2 separate regions of the Gossypium hirsutum genome follow, and region 2 is linked to region 1. A link is a contact called in public Hi-C data. All regions are on one chromosome and are shown on one strand. The core of a region is the stretch at or near the end of the contact, and the rest is flanking DNA. Distances in the headings are between cores, read along the strand shown. Region 1 holds the start of LOC121219364 (senescence-associated protein AAF, chlorolplastic). Region 2 holds the start of LOC107953965 (protein PTST, chloroplastic).

Evidence for each region. Hi-C and Micro-C count contacts between places; a contact is called where the count stands out from the background.
Region 2: a Hi-C map of leaf shows a contact between it and region 1, with 2.4 times the contacts expected there. The contact joins the promoter of LOC107953965 here to the promoter of LOC121219364 in region 1. A contact is called at or near these places in 2 of 34 Hi-C or Micro-C datasets (leaf and petal).

Annotation. Positions count from the first base shown.
Region 1 is chrD07:10,180,935-10,185,871 of Gossypium_hirsutum_v2.1, forward strand. LOC121219364 (senescence-associated protein AAF, chlorolplastic) reads right to left here and starts at 1,554. Exons shown (of 13, transcript XM_041097408.1): 1 at 1,376-1,554; 2 at 262-621; 3 at 23-175. The coding sequence starts at 539.
Region 2 is chrD07:10,330,721-10,336,295 of Gossypium_hirsutum_v2.1, forward strand. LOC107953965 (protein PTST, chloroplastic) reads right to left here and starts at 3,041. Exons shown (of 8, transcript XM_016889416.2): 1 at 2,954-3,041; 2 at 1,643-1,676; 3 at 1,202-1,511; 4 at 915-1,004; 5 at 385-453. The coding sequence starts at 1,662.

The DNA of each region.
Region 1 (4,937 bases), core at 304-2,803:
GATATTAGGGATTGCTTAATACCGAGAAAGCAAAACAATGTCGTTACGAGCCCTTTCATTTACAAACTTTGCATCATTACAAGCGAATCTACAAGCTTCAGCCAAGCCGGGACTTGAATGTATGGTTCTCCCATGCATGCTTGAATGACCGACTTCGTCTTCGGCAATCTGTGCACTGGCTCGAAACAGTACCATACAATAAGTTCAAGATGAACTCGAAAAAGCATCACTATGTTCAAGCATCGAGAATTATGATCTTACCTAGATGCATCCGAGCAATCAGTTTCAGACTTTTGAGTTCTTGAGGACAAGCATATCAAGGAAGATCCTCGAGTGACACCGAAACCACCAGTTTTTTCATATATGTTTCCCAAACGTTCGTTTGGAAACCTCAACTTCGCCATCAAAAGACCTGTATTTCTCAGTCTCCGACGATCAAACCCTCGAGTTATAGGATAGATTTTACCACGATGGTTAATGTTACCAATAGTCTTAGTCACAACTGACCCATTTGGGACCTTGCTTGAAGTAAATGCCATGGAAGGGATCAACAATGAAAATAAGCCCACCACCAATGAAACACCCTTTGAACAGCTCAATGCTCTAGGCAAAACACAAAATCTAAATCAAGGCCACACAAAAATAATCTTTAAATAGTCTATTCAGCATTAGCTCAATTGACACCATTGGTATTGTAATAATCATGAAGATATAGATTCAAGGTGCTTAAATGCAAAGTACCATAAATGCACTTGTACTAGTACTCAGATTGCATTTTGTCTTCTCTACTAAAAACATGAACAAATTATTCCACGTTTGTTCAATCAAAGAGTAAACTAACCCTTCTGTTAAAACTTCCGTCCATTTCTATTGTTAAAAATTGTTCCATGCCAATACAAGATGCACATTATACGTCACGTTTCACTTTATGTTATTCCGTCAATCGTGTAAAAATTAATTTACTATTTGATCTAATTTGTCATTTTTTAAGTAGAAGGGACAAAATACAATATAACTATTAGGGCCTTTATGTTACTTGTACCGGGAATACTGTAATTTTACCATTTGGCAAATGTCCCAACAGCTCAAGACGAAGATTGAATGAAGCAATCAATAGATCAGAAACAATTAATTTTAATTCTCTAATAATTCGGTTCCAACTATTGTCATCAAGCAATAAAAACACACAAACACATAGAGAAGCCTACAAATTCACTGCAAAAATGAACTTTGTTTTACCAAAAAGGGTAGAAAATTATAAAACAATGAAAACCCACCAAGAAAAAAAGTATAAAACAGCCATAAATGGACTAAAATGAACTAAACATAAACAATCAAACCAAGAATACAAAGAAAAAAAAGGGTTAATACTGACCTGTTGAAAGCAAACTGATTTTCACAGGTTGAAACAAAGAGAGAGACGAGCGACGCACAAAAGTTGGGTTTAAATGTGCGAGAGAGATGAGCAAATGGGCAAGGGAATTGGGAAGTGAAATGGTAACCACAAGTAAAGCATGTGGCCCCAAAAGATCCAACGATTGCAGCTACTGTAAGATCTTAAAGGAAAAGGACAAATTGTTTATGGTCTTTTTCTGACAATTATTATAGCCTTAGCCAGATGTTATGGATATTGGGTTGCTGGAGCTGCCATTATTAATTTTTTCAATTTTTAACACTGCTTTTTTTTGGGTCAAATTATTTAGCTTTGTTGGTCCAAATGAGAGCATGTTTATCCACTGTGGATAAAACACTGTTTCTCTGGCCACCGTTTTTTTTTTCTTCTTCTTATCCTTCTTCTGCACTATTTTTTTTTCCGATTAAAATGTGTTTTTTGTAATTTGGTAGTGGCAAATTTAAAATCCAGTTCATCTTTACCTAGATTTTTTTTCATCCTATCCCCTCTAACTAAAGTATTATCTTGTAAGCAGAAAATTTTGAAGTAGATACTCCTACTATTAAAAATCGAGATAAATAGATTGTTTAATTTTTTTAATGGTTTGTATTTAATACATTATAACTAGACTTAAATAAGCATTTACTTTTTAATTTGAGTAAATTATACTTGTAGTCACCTAACTACTAGAAAGTTTATTTTTTCATCACTCAACTATTTGATTATTTCTTTTTTGGTCATCAACTGTTCAATTACTAACGAAAGGATAACTTGGTAGTTTTTAAAATTGACATAATTAGAATTTTAACCTTCAATATTTATACATGTGTCACTTTAGTATTGATTCTTAAAAGTTTAATTCAATAATTATACATTATATAATTTGATCTTTTTTTTGTAATTTTGTTTTTATTTGTAACATTGAGAGTTAATTTTAAAAAGTTTGATTCACAATTATGGTTTCCACACATGCCATTAGCATATCTTAGAATTGCACCTGATGAGATTTGAGAAAGGATAACTCATCATTTTTACTGAGTTGTAGAATTGATTAGCTTTAGAATTTGTTATTTCAACTAACCAACTTTGTCCTCTTTATCACCAACTTATGTATAAATCTGCTACCTTTGCTATTGAACAAAACAGACTGCTTAATTGAAATTGAAGCTATCTCCTTTGGTTTTGTTGTATTATTCTTATTATACTTGGTTTCTAACATGGTATCAGAGCCATGTTTCTTTTCCGTTGTTGCAACTATCTTTATGGAAATAGATCTGTCACCTTCTAATATTGTGAATCCTCTTACTCAAAGTTCTACCATTGTTGATCTAAACTCACCGGAGAGTAAAACTTTTTCCACCAAACGCATTAATATTGTTATTGATGACACAAACTATTTACTTTGGAAGCAACAAGTTCTTTTAACACTGAAAAATCATAAGCTTCAACGCTATATTGATTGTTCATATCTTTCGCCAACTCAATATCTCACCAACGATGACGGGACCACATCAGAGAATCCAGAATTTGAGTTGTATGAACAACAAGACAACACTTTTGGCCTCTTGGTTATTATCATCAGTTAGAGCTGGTATTCTTCCTCACCTGATTGGCTACGATTCTGCCCGTGATATATGGAATGTTCTTGATTAGTTGTTCAACAGCAAATCTATAGCTAAGTTGATGCACTACTGCCTGTTGCTCCATTCTCAACGAAATGAGAACTACCCATGAAGTATTTTTTTATGAATATAAATATGGTCAGTGACAACCTAGCTAGTTGTGGTGAAACAATCTCTAAAAGAGAGCATATTACGACCATCATTAATGGCCTTTTTCCTAAGTACGATTCTGTGGTCACTGTGATAACTGTTTCTCTTCAAACACCTTGCGACCTACATACTATCACAATGATTCTCCTCGATGCAAAAACTCGACGACTAGCTCTACTGACCGAAGTTAGTGCTTCTGCTAATATTGCTACAATTCTGTCTCCTCCGCCTTTTCAACCTTTTGAAGACTCTCATGACCTACCTCAATATCGTCCACCTTCTAATGTGTCTTTCTGGGGACGGGGTAGAACTCGCTTTGGTTTATCACGACCACAATGCCAACTATGTGGAAAGTTTGGTCATCTAGCAGACCGTTGCTACTTTCGATTTGACATGACCTACAAAACACCTTCTCCCAAGCCTTTCCCTATTGTACCAACACCATTTTTTGGACAACCTCAGGTTCATAACAGTGTTTATAGTGGACCTCCCATTCAAGGGTCATCTAATTTTGGCCATCACAATCTAGGCTTTAGTTATCCCTATTCAATCAACTTAACAATTAGACCTAACAACCCTAGCCCATATGCTATAAGTCCCACATTTGGCCCACAACTGTTTGGCCCTTTCGCTCTGTCTCACCTTAACTTTCAAGGAAATCACACAATTACCGTCAATTCTGTTACCGGTAGCTCCATCGATGCTTTATCTAATACTTTAATATGCCTCGCCACTCCAGCTGTAGTTGGCGATAATGCCTGATACCCTGGCTCTTGGGCAACAAATCACTTGACTTTTGATGTTGCTTAGCTTGACCATAGTGTTTCGTGTAAAGGCTCAGGTAAAATTATTCTTGGTAATGGTTCCCCTGTTTCTATTATGCGAATTAGACAATCATCCTTCTTCACTAATCCCAGACGATTACACTTGCTTGGCTTATTGCATGTTCCTGTTATTACTAAAAATTTACTCTCTATGTCAAAGTTTGCTAAGGACTACAACGTTGTGTTCGAGTTTTATCCCAAGCAATGTCATATTCGTGATCTAGTAACTCAATAAATTCTGTTTCACGGTCTAAGTGGGGCGGTCTCTATCGATTATGTTTACCTACTACTAGGCAACCTATTTCTTCTTCAATTTCTAGTGTCTTTTGTAATAGTGCTACTATTAGTGTCCCACAACATGTATGGCATCAATGATTGGGTCATCCGTCATCTGATATCTTAATCAATACCTTGAGTCATTGTAACGTTCCTTCCATCAAGAATAAATAGGACACCCTTTGCACTGCATGTCAACTTGCCATATCCCATTGACTTCTATTTACTGTTTCCCTTACATTTAGGGGTGAGCAAAACTCGATTCGATTCGAAAAAATCAAAAAAAAAATCGAATTTCGAGTTAAACGAATCGAGTTATTCGAGTTAATCGAGTTATTCGAATCAACTCGAATATTTTTTTCGAATTTCGAGTTCGAATCGAGTTGAGTTTTCGAATTCGAATAATTCGAATATCAAACTATAATATTTTACATTTTTACCACAAACTCCCAAACCTTTTTACTTTTCCCTCAAAACTTTTACTCCTTCCTACTCTACCCCCAAAACTTTTACTCCTCTCCCCTCCCAACCCCCAAATCTACCCAAAATCTATTTCCCACCAAAATTTTACTCTCCCATTTATTTTTTCTCAAAATTTTACTCCCAAAAACCCTCAAAACCTTTTATTTTCCCCCAAAATTTTTACTCCCTCCCACTTTTCCCCTAAAACTT
Region 2 (5,575 bases), core at 1,791-4,290, 150 kb after region 1:
ACTGCTCAATCTAAAGCATCATCATTCCGGCAAAGGGAAAAGTTTTGCATGAAGAATTTTGTAAAGTACCGATTTTCAAAGTATATGAAAAACATTTTGGCCTCACCAGCACCAGTGACAATAGCTCTTCCAAAGTCTAAGCCTCGACACGAATTTCTAAAACTAAAAATCTAAAAGCATATACAGACAAGAAATTTTCCAAGCTTGGAACAGAAGAATTTACCCTTACAATTTGATTGATCACTAGTACCTCATACATGGCATTGATGAAAAGTGTCAACATTTTCTTTCAATAAGATTGCATTAACAATCCACAATATAAGAAAAAGGAAAAGAGCATATATATAGAATGAAAAAACAAAAGTAACTGAAGTGAATATTAACCTGAATTTCTAGTTCCATGACAGCAAGTTCACTTTTGAAGTTGACTAATGCCTCCTCTTTCATATATAACTGTAGACAGCATAGACAAGTCACTTTGTGATGTGAAGGCATTTTGTTTTGGCTCGGGTTTAATGCCAGTAGGTTTACACTGTTAACAATTTTCACTGTAAAAGCGATATCACGTAAGTCATGAAATTTCTTGGCTTGTTTCGTTGTTTAGAGATATAAAAACCTTGATTGTAGAATATGATCAAACTCTATTCATGAAGTGTTTTGGGCATCAATTTGTCTTTTACCAAAATTCTTCAGAACATTATTGCTGAACTTGGTGCTTCCTATTTACATTTAAATGAACAGAACTCTCTTCAAGCCAGTAATACAAAAGTTTTTAACATTAAAAGAGAGAAAATTTCCGTTGGGAGAACAAATAAGCAATATCCCTATTTCATGGCTGGCCAACCTTTTCTTCCTCAGTGTGATGCCAAATCTAAGCTAAGACCTTAACTCAATATATACATACATGTACAAACCTGTCGTTTTAGGAAGCGGTTTTGCTGGTTAGCTTCACTTAGTTTTTTGGTGAGCTTTGCCCTCTCAGAGTCAGCCAGTAGGGATTTCAGCTGTTGCACAATGGCATATACACATTAAATTAAACATTTCAGTGAAAATATATATACAATTACATTCAAACAAGTTATGATGCACAAGGCTCCTTTTGGTTGATGATTTTACCATTTGCCTTTTGTTTTCTATTCATTTTTAAAATTTCTTTTTTAGCAAAAAAAAAGTGTATTTACAAATAATTATGCAAGTTTACCTCTTCACTGCTTAGTGGTTTAGCAAGAAGCTGCTCTGGTGAATCTTCGGAAGTACGCTCATCTTCAGTAAAAGGATCTTCTGACTGTAGAGATGAGGATTCCTCCAAACCAGCATGGATGGCAAATGTCTTACAGACAATAGGGCTCCTATGTTGCTTTCTACTAGAATCTATACTCAAATAAGCCAACCTTTGATTACTCATCACTAGTTTCCGGACACTCAAAGTACATGGAAATCTGTGGGTATTTTCCCAGTCTAATACTCTGAGGTTTAATGGAAACCATGACACTTGCTTGTCAGGGCAACACCTGACAAAATCACAAGGAAATGTAAGCATGATAATGAGAAGCGAGCATAACAAGAACCATTTATAATTAGCAAAGTAAAATTCAGACAAAACTTCATTGTCACATCTAATATAATAATCACGAAAGCCTACCTTGTAGTAGCAATCTCCATTCCAAGGAATTTTCCTAAGAGAAAGTGACCAAAGACAAAGCTTAGAAGTAGAAATTTATCAGAGAAAGTAAAATAAAAATTGTTACCACAAGTAAAGAAGCCTTTTTGTTCACAAATGCATCTCTAAATAAAGCATCAAAAAAATGAAAACTCGGGACAGATCGACAGTTCCAAAAGGGCAGAGCTATATTCATACTTGCTTCCCCGGCTATATAACATAAGACACCATAACAGAGTGCTAAATGCTAATAACAGTACCGTTTCTTCTGTGCCATAATTCTATTAGTGACAATCACCACACCTCAAAACATTTACACATGAAAGTGGATTGAATCATTAATCAGAGAATATTATAATGCTACTAACAAGTATTGGGTGCAGTGGTAAGACACATTGCATTCAAGGGGAGGCGCAGGTTCAAATCTTGGAGAAGACATTATCGGGAGGGGCAGCCACGAACCCCAAACATGGACTGTAAAACGGACATGAAGAATACCCAAAAAAGAGAATATTATAATGCTACAGACTTCTCAAGGAATTAATGCAACTCGACCTTTAAGTTTTGCGCTTGTTGCTAAAAGAAAACCAAATGGAGGAACTGATGTATCTAACATAAATCAAAATTACCCTACAGGACACTCTAGCCACAACTATGCCAATGCTTCCCTTCAAGTTTTTTAAATTATAAGTTAATTTAATGGTAAAAATACACTTCGGCCCTCCAAAGATTAAAAAATTTCAGTTTAATCCCTTTAAAATTCTAAAATAACAAGGATATACAGAGATAAAATTGTACTTTGACCTCTTTAAGATTTTATAATTTAATTGAGCCCCCTCCCCCAAAGATAAAGTTCGCTTTGTCCCTGCGTAAAACTAAAATGAAGTCCAAGACCCAATTCTCATTACTTGTAAACCTATCTTCTTGGATTAAAATCAGACGATATTTGCAGTTCAAAGGAATTAACAAAAAGACATAAATATATCATTTTTATAGCAATTTTTACATAAATCTTGGCATCTAACAGCACTTAAAGCATCAAATAAGTATAATCCTACCAAATTGATATCCTACCCATTAATCTATATCTTTCAAACCCTAATTTTCTTCAAAGAACAATGAAAAAGAAACAGCTTCCAAATTTCAATCCTCCCCACGTTGGCATTTAATCAAACACATTGAAAACAATTAATCCAGTAATTATAAAAAAATTAAGAACTAAAATTTAAGTTGATTGTAAGCATTTACATAAATAAAATGTTAAAATTAACAAAAATAAAAAAGAGAACTTACAGAGATTCGGAGTTAGCTCTGAGACGGAGAGCTTTTTGTTGGACGAGTATTTATGAATGTTCAGCTTTAAAAGTGTTAACGCTTCTTTACTTGACATCTGGCATACAAAAAGTTGAATACGTGCGATGTTGCACGTGTGAATCAAAATCTTACACGCGCCGAATCTAGTGAAAATTGAATATGCGAATGATATTAAATTAAGTTGTTATTATGTTTGTTAAACATCACTTAATTAGTTAGTAAACTCAGTTAATTAGTTTATTTTTTAATATTTGAGAAAAAGTTTTATTTTTTTGAGATAGATTTAATTAAATGATGTAATATTAATTTAAAATATGATATTTTTTAAGAAATGTTACATGCTTATTGAACCTTATAATTTAAAAATTCGAATATTTGCATTTACCATATTCTCAACCCAGTCAACATAACTATATTCCACTAAGTACATTGTACTATCTTTAATAAATCAAATGCCAAGATCAAAGGTAGTATGCACGTGTCTAATAATTCGTTTGACTACCTTGACATGATATTCCTTAGAATTGACCTAATATCTAACACAAATACCAACACTAAAGCCCAAATTGGGATGACTAACTTGGAGATAAAGTAGAGTGCCAATCATGCTTCTAAATGTGGTTGGGGAAGTGAGCACTCCCTGAGCATTTGTGTAGAACTGTTCATTAACAAATATTGGTGTATTGACTGGCTTAGAGTTACCAGGCCCAAACTTCTTATGTCATAACTTTAATTTTGATACAGTAGCTCTTTTGCAATTGATTGATTGCACCACCTTGTAATAGTTATCTAAAGTGGGAGCACCCTCTATGATCTTCTCATTAGTTTTAGTAGTAACAATACACTTGTCTTTTGTAAAATTAATAAACATACATTGACCACACAATTGACTGATGCTCACTAGATTGGCTTTGAGATCATTCACCAACAACACATTCTTCAAATGAGGCATGCCAGGAACATTCAAGGTCTTTTTATCAAGCATTTGACCTTTCTTCCCATCACCAAAAGTCACCCTTCCAACAGGAGAATCTTCAAAATTAGTGAGATAAGACTGATTACCTATCATGTGTTGAGAGCAGCCATTGACAAAATACCATACTTCAAAATCGTCCTGACCCCAATGAAATGCAGTATGACATGTAATAACAATACTAGAAACAATACAATAGGCATGATTTTAACATGCGATCAGTGGCAAAAATAGTAGGCATGAATTGTCATGCATCCAGTATTTTGTTGGATCGTCAGCACCCCTACGACGCAGCGAAAAAAATTAATAATTGGCGACCCTAACCACGGATCCATGTGTGAGGAACGAATCGGGGTGAAAAGGGTTACGAAATTACCTAATGCTGTTCTAAGTAGACAGCAACTTCTCAACAACGTGTAGTCTGATCTACAGTCGAACTAAGCCGCAATCTATTGAGACTCCGACCTCTACGTGATCCACCCGTTGACTACGAACGGAAGAAATCCCTAAAACAGTTTTGAGAGTGAATTTTCTTTGACGGCTGCTAGACCAAAACAAAGAAAAACGGGATACTTATATCCTTATTATTTATTTTTTAGGGTTTTTATTTATGAATTAAAATAAATATAATAATATTTTAAACCGAAAATTATAATTACATTAATTATAATATAATTTCGGTAAACCATATATTTATTTGAATTCATATGCTAACCTCATTATATGTACAACAACCTTGTACATAATGTGTTGGAAATCGAATTAAATTAATTCTATAATTAATTTAATTCAAGTGACACCTAAAAACAATACCAACTATGGTTTATTCCGTTCATTTTAACTATAGGGTGTGACCCTGTAGGTTATTGTAACGTTAGCAGTAATACTAGAACGATTCCAATGTTACAAACAATGAGTGGCATCTAGCAATGTATCAATGCTACCTAAGTCACAAGAGATCATGATTCGACATAACCTTTTATGATTAACCTTTTATGCAATAATCCTTAAGTCCTTTATCTCTAGATTGGACACAAGTCATGGAATAGTCACACTTGTATAGTCCATTCCATGTTCCTTGATATTTTAAGCAGACTACGATATACAAATAAGTATGACATCTCATATCAACTTATTTGAGTATGGCTATGCATTTCTAGTCTCACTTAATCAAGTGGCCTAAGATATTACTCCCATTATGTAGGAGGGACTTATTCTATATCGACCAACCATATCCCTCTACATCGATTGTGGTATATCCAACACCAGCCTTTATAGAACAACCAGTTACGGTGTACGCTTGACTGTATCCAAATATACTACTCACGATGTTGGGATTATGATGATCTCAAGTCTGAGGATTATATATATATTAATCACTATGAGTAATGTCGTGACAATTACATAATAATCCAAGAAACATACTCATAATGGGTCAGTCCAATATGTTGTTCTCTAACACACATATTCATGCATCAATTCTGATATTCCATATCAATGATAACTCTTTATCATCAATCAACTACATGTTAGTCTTAATGCATTATTGTTGTCCTATCCAACAATAATACTTGACTAAGGATCTTTTAAGACTAATCATATTATTCTTAGGACATTATTAGAAAACA